Regions from separate parts of the Mustela erminea genome. Here region 2 is linked to region 1. Evidence: chromatin contacts called from public Hi-C data. All regions are on one chromosome and are shown on one strand. Each heading gives the region's core, a stretch centred on a gene start, on an enhancer-like site or on the middle of the called end of the contact. The rest is flanking DNA. Distances are from core to core; before and after follow the strand shown. Region 1 holds the start of SLC30A1 (zinc transporter 1). Region 2 has its middle 19 kb from the start of NEK2.

Evidence for each region. Hi-C and Micro-C count contacts between places; a contact is called where the count stands out from the background.
Region 2: a Hi-C map of fibroblasts shows a contact between it and region 1, with 6 times the contacts expected there. The contact joins the enhancer-like site here to the promoter of SLC30A1 in region 1. A contact is called at or near these places in 2 of 3 Hi-C or Micro-C datasets (fibroblasts and spleen).

Annotation. Positions count from the first base shown.
Region 1 is chr17:12,297,741-12,303,308 of mMusErm1.Pri, forward strand. It overlaps SLC30A1 (zinc transporter 1), which reads right to left and starts at 2,483. Exons shown (of 2, transcript XM_032318406.1): 1 at 1,215-2,483. The coding sequence starts at 1,830.
Region 2 is chr17:12,370,639-12,376,206 of mMusErm1.Pri, forward strand. No RefSeq gene overlaps it. Among named protein-coding and RNA genes, the nearest start is that of NEK2, 19 kb to the right of the region's middle. Within about 2 kb of position 3,428, the one cell type or tissue checked has open chromatin away from gene starts, as enhancers often do. A contact at or near this core is called in fibroblasts, where this site is marked.

The sequences.
Region 1 (5,568 bases), core at 1,233-3,732:
TGGCTAACTCAAACTTTTGTCATGAATATAAACCAGAGTCTCCTGGTGGAGAGGGTTTAGAAACGGACAAATCAGCAATATAAACCCATCAACGATGATAAACTTCAGGAAAATGTGAAATAATGCTCTATCTACCCTACAGGCTCTTAAACCAAATGCACCCATCTCTTACAAGGAATTGCTATATACACGAGAAGAGCTTAATTTTCTTTGGAATAACACCTTGCAGAGTGGAAGTGAGGGATATTCAATTGTTTATTAAATATACGAGTTCAGTTTCATTAACATGATATCCTGCATCTTCAAAAAAGAACAAGCTGTCTACATAGTATCATACCACTAAGCAAATAAATGTAAATGAACAAAATTAGAAGGAAATACACCAAACTGTTAATGTCATTAGAGCCTGGGTAGTGGGCTTTGGTTGATTCCTTTTCCCAGCTCTTGTCTTCCAACATTTTCCAAATTGCCTTCAAGAGCAATTATATTTAGAATGAAAGCAACCAGTAAAAAAGATGAGTAAGTTACCATCACTTTTATTTTGGTATGATTTGGGAAAGTCCTAAGTGAAACGTTAAACATGACCAAACTGGCCCTAAATGAAGGATTTGCAGGATTAAGCTCAAACTTCAGATAATTAACTGAAATATACATTGCCGTTCTGGCAAGAAACCTTTAAGCAGTGTTTTGAGCTCAGGAAAGCCCATGGCTACCTAGCTCTGCATGTAATACTGAGAAACTTGTTTGACGGGCACAAGAACCGCTTGGGCAGGGCAATGTTTCAAATGGCCAACCACTAAGGAGAAACTGGGGATCCTCTCCGTTTCCCAAGGGGTGGGGGCGAGAAATTTATTTAGGAAGCACTTTTGATTCCGTGAAAACCAAAATCGGTCTCTCGAAAGGACTGCTGGTCAGGGCGTCCAAGTGCAGCCGTGCATCGCAGCGGGCTGACTGACGGTCCCCTCCCGACCCTTTCCCCACGGTCCAAACCACACAGTCCCCACCGCCACCCCCAGCCGCGCGCCCCGGCCGAAAGAGGTCCTGTCTCCTCGTGTGCCCTGCGGGTGCGGGACCAGGAGGGCTAGAGTCGGCGGCGGCAGCGCGGTGCCGGCCGGCGCGGGCACCAGGGGGCGTGCGGGCCATCCCGCCCAGGGCCAGGCTAGGGTCCGGGCACCCCCTGACCCAGCCACCTGCGGTGGCCACTCTCTCCTCACCTGGCCGGTCCAGTTTCAGCCCGTTGGAGTTGCTGCTATTGGACACCAGGGTGTTGGTCTCCTCCTGGTCGGGCCTCTGGTCGCCCGAGGTCACGTTGCCGTCGCTGTCCCCGGTGCGGTTACTCTTGCTGCGGACCCCCTTGGAGTGGCCGTGGCCGTGACCCCCGTGCGAGTGGCCGTGGCCGGAGTTGTTGCCGAAGCCACTGTGATGGTGGAAGAGGCAGAGCCCCATCACGTTAACCAGCAGCCCGGCCACGCCGACCCCGAGGACCACCAGCGGCTGCTGCATCTCGTGCGGCTCGATGAAGCGCTCGATGGCCTCCAGCAGGATGGCGAAGCAGAGGCCGGTCAGGAAGATGGCGTTCACCAGAGCCCCCATCACTTCGGCCCGGATCCAGCCGAACGTGTTCTTCTGGGTGGCGTGGGTCCGCCGGGCGAAGCGCTCCGCCACCAGCGCCACCACCAGCGCCAGCACGTCCGACAGCATGTGAAAGGAGTCGGAGAGCATCGCCAGCGACGAGGTCACCCGGCTCACCACCACCTCCAGCACCATGAACATGAAGGTCAGCATCAGCATGCACAACAGCCGGCCCCGGTTCCGACCCCAGCACCCCATGGCTGCGGTTCACGGGCCCGCCGAGCGCGGCCGGGCGGCTACACTGGCGGTGGCGGCGACTCGCTGGCGGCCGGCGACCCGGCGGCGGAGGCGGGAGGACGGCGCGGGGCTCTCGCCGCCCAACCGGGCCGCTCGGGAAACCGCTGAGTGGCCTCCGCGACCGGACGGGGACGAGCCCGGGGTCAAGCCCCGGAGCCCCCGCGCCTGAGGGCGTCCCCGGCGGGCCGGCGGCGCGTAGCTCCTCAGGCGTCCGTGCTCGGAGCCGGCGCGGAGGCCCGGCTCAACCCCAGCAGTCCCCACACCCCCAGCGGGGCAGCAGAGGCCGAGGCGGCGGCTGCGGCGGCGGGGAGCCGGGGCTCCCGGAGCCCGGGGACGAAGAGCCGGAGCAGGAGCAGGAGCAGGCGAGCGGCGGGGGCGGGCGACGGGCAGCTCCGCGCTACGAAGGCTCCGAGCATCTGCAGGGCTCTCCACGCAGTCTTCCCCTCGCTGGTCTCCTCCGCTATGGCTCGAACCGGGAAGCCGACGCCTGAAGAGCTAAAAAGGCGGCGGCTCCGGCAGCTGCACTCGGCCCGGTCTCCGGCGCCTTCTTCACCCCCCCGCCTTTGCAGACGGTTTACAAAAAAACTTTGCTTTGCACTCGGAACCCCCGTTTTCACACGGACCCGAGCGTGACAAGGCCTCGGTGCCCCGCCCACCAGGCCCGGCTCGCTTTCCCATTGGCCAGAACCCCCTCACGACAGCCTCCGCACCCCGCCCACCCGCGCTCGCTATTGGATGGAGGCTCGGCGGGGCGGGAGGGGGCGTTGTCGAGGCGCCAACAGATGGGGGCGGGGCCTTTCCCTCCAGGAGCCGGGCGTGGGCCGGGGGCCGCGGCCGGGTGCAGCGGCGGGCGTCGTGGGGGAGGGTAGGGGGCGCGGGCCGCGTGCAGCAGGAGGGGGAGGGGCAGGCGGGGTCCCCCGGCGTGGCGGGGCCGCTGCTCAGGCCCTGCGGATCCTCGCGGCGGCCCGCACACCAACGGGGGCCAGGCAGCAAACAGACTTTGATCCTCCGAGCTGAATCCACGTGGTGAAGGGAGGCTCGGGAGACAAGTTGACCAAAGTAAAGCCATTTTGGTATTTAGGCTGACCCTTAACCTAAAAGTCAGCAGGTCATAAAAAGAGTCACAAGATCCCACTCATGAAAGACCACAAGACCCGACTCCCTCTGGCAGTAAGAGTCATAGAGGCTGGACATTCTTAAAATTGCTCCCTGTGGGTAATTCCACAACCCTAAGACAACAGAAAAACACCGCTCAGTGTAAGTGATAAGTCCAGCAGTAAGCCCATTCCTATACGTCAGACATTTAAAAAAACAAACAAAACTTACAAAACCGTTAGAGGCAAAGGGGGTCTTCTTCCTCACCTGGGAGGAAAGGCCGCTCTTTTGTCTATGATGTAGCCCCTTTCTTCTAGATACACCTCTGTCCCTTTCCCTAAACGGCTTGCTCTTGAATGATTTCTCCGCGAAGCCAAAGCTCCCCGCCCCCACGCCGGACCGCCCTGCCCTGGCGAGGGGCCTGAGACCCTCCCTCTGGCAGCTGCCACTGGCCGGCCTCGGCATCAATAGAAGAGACCAGAGACCCAGACCGCTGTGTGGTCAATGGCAGCCGGCGGGGGGCGGGGGGTGGGGTGGTGGCGAGAAGGGGAGCCGGTGGGTATGGGGCTCCCAGGTGCATCCTTCTGTTGAAAAGGGGACAACAACCTGGGCCTGCATGGAACCTGAACTGAACCTCTGAAAATGTTTCAGTAAAGCAGACCAACCCTCTCACCACCATCCCTAGGAGACTTTGTGTAACATCAGATATTTCTGTCACTGATTATCTAAAGACAATTTAGGGTACAGACGTCAAGCAGGAGCAAACCGGGTTCTGGTCCTTGCTTTGTCACTAGCCAGCTGTGTGACTTTGGGAGAGTCAACTAATCTCTCTAGACCTGTTTCTTCATCCGTCACGTAAAGGATTGGGCAAGAGGAACTCCTAAGATTCTTTCTGAGTCTAAAATTCTAAGGCTCTATGATTTAACAAACATTTTATTTATAGACTACAAGGAGCTGAACCCTGTGTTGGTTGCTATGGGGAAGGGGAGGGGCAGTTAAGAATACAGAAGAATGAGCTTCTGTCCAGGTGGAGGTAAAATATAAACACACAAAATGTTTAAGTTACGATGAAATACTCAATTAATTGTGCCGACACTAGTTTAGAGTGCATACATATTCACTGTGCTCTGAGCGGGGATTAGTCCATCTGGAAGTGAAGATTTCCAGTTCCTAAAGTGGAGGGGAGGCTGGAATCAGAGAAAGCAAAGGAGGACCCCTAAAGGCCTCACCACAGCCCCAGAACAGGAGGAAGAAACCCCACTGTTCTGGATTGCTAGAGCAGAGCAGTGCTAGCCAGTGCCTCAGGATCTATATATAAGGCTAGTTTGGAGCCATGTTGTTTTGCATTTTAAAAAAATATTTCTATTTCTGTTTTTTTTTCTTTTTTTTCCCCATTTGTATGTGGTGTGTTTCTCATTTCTCCAACCAAACTGCAAAGCAGGATCCTTGTCTTCTATTTCTGTTCTGCAATCATAGAAAAGAAAGGAGAAAAGTTTCCCAGACAGTAGCAAAGGAGGAATTGACAGGATTTGATGATGAATTGGGAGAGTGAAAACGAAGGAAAAGAATTTAACAAAGATGTTTCAAATGTTACCCTGATACGGAAAATATTGCTTTAAACATGTGAGGAAGTTGGGGGAGAGGGTGGGAGCAGCTGATTTTAAGGGGAAAATAATCCATTTTTAATGTGCTAAATTTGAAATAAAATCTGGATGGTGACAATGCTGAGTGGGGAGATGGGTCTTGGGAGTTGATAATCTCCCCTCCTTTGGTATGGATAATTGACATTTAACTGATCATATTGTGGAAGCACAGCTTCATACTTCCTTCCAACCAGCCCCTCCTATCTAGAACTTGGGGAGCCGCTTATGGGTCACGATATCTGATGGAAATAGCTGAGAGGCAGTTGGAAGACCATTTTGCTGCCTATTGGGAGCTGCTGTGTCCCTTGATTTAAACAATGGATTTCTCCAAATGTGAGAATTTAATGACCAAAGAGGAACCAATAAGATGATGTAGAAGGAAATCAACAGGACAGCAATCCCTTCAATAATGAAGCAAACCGAACTAGAAGATGTTAAGACCCATATAAAACAGGCTCAGGGGCACCTGGGTTGCTATGTCAGTCAAAGGTCCCATGCTGGATTTCAGCTCAGGTCATGATCTCAGGGTCATGATCTCAGGGTCAGGAGATCAAGCCCTGCTCTAGCCCCCGGGGAGCCTACTTAGGATTCTCTCTCTCCCTCTGCCCCTTCCCCTCACCTCTTGCCCTGGTAGGCACTTATGCGCTCTCTTTCTCTAAAAAACCCAACCAACTAACCAACAGGCTCTTGGTTCAACCCAGTGGTCACTTATGAGAACCTATTTTGTACAGACTTTTCTTTCTCTTGTGTAAGCCATTTCACAATGTAAAAGGGGAGGGGGGAAGGGAGGGAGCTACATTTTCCAGGTCGGGCCTCTGGTTATAAAAAGTTAGAATCCTGCACTCCACAAAGAGTAATACCAGCAAAACCTTTCAGTTGAATAAACTTTCCTTTCCCCCCGAGTATTGTGTAGTTAAAATCCTTTGGTAGCTTGACTCACATTTGTCCTTTGCCCTTTGTC
Region 2 (5,568 bases), core at 2,178-4,677, 74 kb after region 1:
TTGGAGAATGAGCTCTATGAGGCACGGAAGGCCTTTCTGAATTCCCAGTTTCTGGCTCAGTGACTGGCATACAACGGGAGCTTAATAAAAGACTCTTGGACAAACGAACGAGGCCTTCTCCCAGGCTTTGCTTAAACCTTGTCACAGACTGGGTGGTTCAGTTGGTTAAGCATCTGCCTTCCACTCAGGTCATGATCCCAGGTCCTGGGATCGAGTCCCGTGTCCGGTTCCCTATTCAGCGGGGAGCCCGCTTCTCCCTCTGCCTGCTGATCCCCTGCTTGTGCACATGCTCTCTGTCTGACAAATAAAATCTTTAAAGCAAACAAACAAAACCCTCCTCATACCCTTCCTTGCTACTAGGGTATCTCCTCTCCTTCTGACTTCCGCTCAAAACTCAACTTCCCAGGGTGCTTCCCACGGAGCCCTCGCCCCTCCCTAATTTTGCATCCTCAGCCCTGTGTCCCCCCTGTCTCTGCTAATCCCACTTGGAAGCTGCCTGTGTGTGAGTTCTTGTAAATGGCCTACAGATAATTTAGGGAGCAGCATTACAGATGATCTCTGTCTTGTCTGTTACAGTAACAAATGCACACGCTCTGCCCAGACGAGCAAAGTTATGGCTTTTGCTTCCTGTGATGAATCTAACATTGTCACAAATTCCATCAGGTAGGGTAGTGGAATCAATAGGCTAATTAATTGACTGGTTTGTGTAAATATTCAGCGAATTTTAAGTTCAAAACAACGAGCCATTTCAGCCTTCCCAGATCCCTTGGTAATGTGGCTATAAGTCCTCATGCCGTGGCTCAGGGTCGTGGTGGGTCCCTCGCTGACCCTCGAGGGGCTCTCCATGCTAGGTAGCCATCTGCCTGGTCCGTAAGCCAGCCTGGCTTTCCCCAGCCCTCAGCTATTCCCACTACCAGAATTCTCAGCAGGGATCAGGGCACAAAGGACCCTCTGCTTTTGCCTTAGCCTTCAGTCTACTCATCCACTTGCCTCCTCACTCAGGAACGGCATCCTGGGGCAGAAAGACAGGCACCCATGAGTCTGGCCACTCATGTCCCAGATGTGGGCCCATCTGCCTCTGGTAATTCCCAGGCCCGGGAAGGCGGAGCTCTCCCGCAGAAGCCTTACTATCCCTCTCACATGCATGGCCGGAGAGTGGTGCAGGACAGCCAGACCAGTATCAGCTGGGAGTTCGCCAAGATTCTCAAGCCCTGCCCCGACCTGAATGGGTGCTTGCGGTTCTACAAGACTCAAGGGCAGACCCCATGCAAGTCTGCAGAGCAGGACACCTCCCAGGGCATCCCGGGTACTTTCTGCCTCGCCGGGCCTCGGGCTCTGTACTCTGGCCCTCAGGTCCTGGGCCTTGATATTCTTGGGGCTTCAGCAAATTTAGGAAATCCTTTTTGCCACTTCCAAAGCCCAACTTCCCGATGCCGTGGACCCAGAAATCTTGCCCCAGCACCTGTCACTTCCATGGACATGGGTGCGGGGGACGCCAGTAGTCTGCGTGGACAGGACGGGAGAAAGCGCTGGGGCCTCGGTGTCACACGGGCTGCCGAGATGTCACCTAGGAGCGTCCTCCCCTCTGTTAGGGCGTGAGAGTCCCAGACAGCTGTACACTCTTTGAGCAAGCAGACACCTGCCTTCGTCCTCCAGGTCTATAGGGGATAACTAAGCACTTCCCCCCCCCATTTGCTGCCGGGAAGCTTCCAGTCAAATCCACGGCCCACCAGTGGTAAGTGTGTGATTCTGTGTGATCCCCTCACGTGGCTCGTTCCTGCTTCCATCCTTCCTCCTCACGTTCCGTATAAGCATTTTATTAAAACCCATCTTCCCTTTATTAGTCCCTTTAAATCTCTTCTGAAACCAGGTGGAAGAAATTTACAGGCAGGTACCGTTCTAGGTCCTTGACCGCATTTCGTCTCACTTCACCTTCACCGGGATCATGGTCTCTTTTTTCAGGAGGAGGAAAGTGAGCCTCGGAGAGGCTCGAGACACGAGCCAAGGGCAGCGGCTGAGTGCCTAAGTTGGGGGTCTTGGCTCTCTGCATTCAGAGCTGGGCCCCCAGAAGGGCTCTCATGGAAGGTGCGCCAACACTGCTGAGAGGGAGCCGCAGAGAGACACATATTGGTTTCTGCTGGGCCCCAGAACTCTCCACCAGGCATTATGGGGATTTGCCCAGTGGCCAAACGCTAGCTGGAAGGCTTGTTTATGCTAGGCCCACTATTTCCCCCAGTTAATTGATGATGAAGGTCCTTTTTTTTTTTTAAGATTTTATTTATCTATTTGACAGACAGAGATCACAAGTAGGCAGAGAGGGAGGCAGAGAGGTGGGGGGGAAGCAGGCTCCCCACTGAGCAGAGAGCCTGGTGCGGGGCTGGATCCCAGGACCCTGGGATCATGCCCTGAGTCAAAGGCAGAGGCCTAACCCACTGAGCCACCCAGGAGCCCCGACGATGAAGGTTCTTGAGAACAGAGCTGGGGCTAGTGATTCTGTGAATGGAGCAGGGACACTGCTTTGTGGGAGTGTGTGTTTCAATGGGGTGTGTCTGCCTCGCCCCCAAGGCCCTAAGTTCTTAAGGCAGGGGCTATGTTCCCCACCTTGTTGGGTGCTCCAGGCAAGCTGGTACCCTCAAAACTCAAAGTGAGCCTGCCCTCCGAGAACAAATTTAGGATGAATGCGGAAGATGACACCAAGCACCTATTTAAGAATAAGAGAATTTATATGTACCGACAAGAAAAAGTTATCTTTAGTTGAAAAAGGCAAATTAAAACACAGTATATGGATTAAGATCCAATTTTTGTGTTGTTTTTTTTTTTAAGATTTTTTCATTTATTTGACAGAAAGAGAGAGCACAAGTAGGCAAAGTGGCAGGCAGAGGGAGAGGGAGAAGCAGACTTTCCACTGAGCAGGCAGCCCGATTCAGGGCTCGATCCCAGGACCATGGGATCATGACCTGAGCTGAAGGCAGACGCTTAATGGACTGAGCCACCCAGGTGCCCCCAATTTGTATGTTTTAAATACACAGTCATATGCATACACGTACACATACACACACACACGCACACACACACACAGGAGGTCTTGAAGGAAACCTCAAACACCAGATTATTAACAGCTACTTCTGGAAAGAGAGAGAAAAAATGGGGTTACGGGTGACAGAACTTTTTTATTGCTTAATTTTTACTATATATACTTCCATACTGTGAGAGCTTTTTACACTGATGTTATCACTTCATAATTTAAGGGAAGACTGATTTTTTTCAGTGTAGTGAATAAAGTCAGCCACTGTGAACATGTCCTGTGAATGTGTGACTAAGATTACAGAATGCCTCGTTGCATCAAAAGGGCCAGTGTGTTGCTTCAGAGAAAGTCTGGGCACGTGGGTGAAGGGGATATTTGCTCCCTGGCTGGGCCGTTGTAGGGAGAGATGGGGCAGCCTCACAAGCCTGGGGTTTTAGCAGCTCAAGCAGAGTTGCCATGGTTGTGGCCTCAGAAATGTAGCTGAGGAGCCTCGGTGAAGCAAGCAAGGGTGCCCCTACTGGTCCCTCTGAAGGCGGTGTGGAATCCAACCTTTCAGAGGTAAGAGGCTTCGGAGCGGCTGACCTCTGCTCCTCCATGGGGGTGGGGGCGGGGCAGAGTGACCCGGTGGGGGGGTGGGAAAGGCTTGCCTCACACCCCCAGACTCCATCAGCTAGCCATCCTTCTAGGAGGGTCGCTCCCCTCATCCTCCTTGGTGAAAGCCATCCATCCAACGTGGAGCCTGTCTTGCCAGCCACCCGGTCCCAGTGAACGAGCATTCTCTCTTGATGGGCGACAGAAATTCTCATTCTTTTTTTTTTTTTAAAGATTTTATTTATTTATTTGGCACAGAGAGAGATCACTAGTAGGCAGAGATAGAGGGGGGAAGCAGGCTCCCCGCCAAGCAGAGAGCCCGATGTGGGGCTCGATTCCAGGACCCTGGGATTATGACCTTAGCTGAAGGCAGAGGCTTTTTAACCCACTGAGCCACCCAGGCGCCCCTCTCTGTTTTTTAAACAGCTGCCTTGTGTCACCTTTTACAGAATATCCTCAGTTCGTTGCAGGGGGCAGGCTTCCCTCCAGTCTTTGAGGGAACCGGCTGGCCTGGAGAAATGGGCTTTGTCCTGGAAGGCCGAAGGTCAGCTAGAAACATCAAATACCCCAGGGGAGGGCGGGGGAGGGCTGAGGAGGAAGCAGCCCTCTAGGCTGGGCTTTGGAGGGCGTGGAGCGCCAGGAGGTGGAATGGAAGATGCTGGGGAAAGGAGGTAAAGCGACTGGTCTGAAGCCATTAGGCCTGGGGTCCTACTGGGATCCCTCGAAAGCCACCTCTCCGCCTCCGTCCTCCAACACCAACCTGTCCATCCCAGCACACAGATCGGAAAGGCCACTGGCCCCTACCATGCCTGCTCCACTCCCCCCTCCCTTGGTGATGCAAATGTCCTTGCTAAAGCCCAGGGACTGTGACCACCCCCATCCTTACGGGAAACTAGATGGTTTGGGGACAAAACGGACCCTTTGCGGTCTTGTGCAGGCAGGCAGTGGAGGGTCCTACTCAGGACCATGAGCTCTGGAGTCAAGAACAGTCCAGAAACCAGCTGTGCATCTCCCCAGCTGCGAACCCTGAGCTTCAGCTTCCCCGTGTGAATGTGACGCTAATGATGCGCATTTCTCGGGGGGCGTTGTGAGAAATGGATGAAGTAAAAGGAATAAGACATTTAACCAAAGCCTGCCAAGGAATCTCTCCGTAACGACCGATTGCCAAAGCCGCAGGCCCGCGTCGGAGCCTGGTCTAACGGAGCCATGGCGCCACCTTGTGGCTGATGCTCACAGCAGTACTTAATCAGATCCAAACACCCTTTTTTCCCCAATGCCCAGGAACCAACCGTGCTTGATAAAGCTCGTTGTTTAAATATGTAAAGTCTGTAATGGTGAGTATGGGATTGGTGTCCAGCAAAGCATCTTACAAGGGTCTTAGAGTTGCCAGAGAAAGATCATTTGGGAGGGCTCTCCCCTTCCCGCCATCAGAGATCACCTTTCATCTGTTATCATTGCCCAAATATTCCCAGGCATTCCCAGCTTTAGAGGTGAGCAGGAAGCAAGGTTTTATTAGCGTTGGCTCAAGCTGGTGAGAACGTCTGTGCTCAATTTCCAAGTGCCTGTGTCTTTTCAAGTTCTGTGCTAGGGCGTGATTCCCAGTCGTGCTCAGTTTCCCACCCGCCCCCTGCTGGCCGGGCCTTCTTCTCCCCCCCCCCCCCCCCCCCCCCCCCCCCCCGGCATCACTCAAAACTCGCTCTTCCTTTTCTCCCCCAACCCCACCTAAACCCTAACCTACAGTCAGCTTCCTTCTCATCCTACACACTAACGACTATCTCTTCTAAAATCGCACCCTGATTCCTCTGCTCCCCTTCTCCAAGGTCACTCTGCTCCTTAGAACAAGCACACCTTGAACGTGCTTGCTTCCTCTCTAGCCCCAGTTCAGTGGGATCTCCAGGAGGGCAAGATTTCCGTATTTCTCCATTGCTGTATCTGCAGCGCCTGCAACCGTG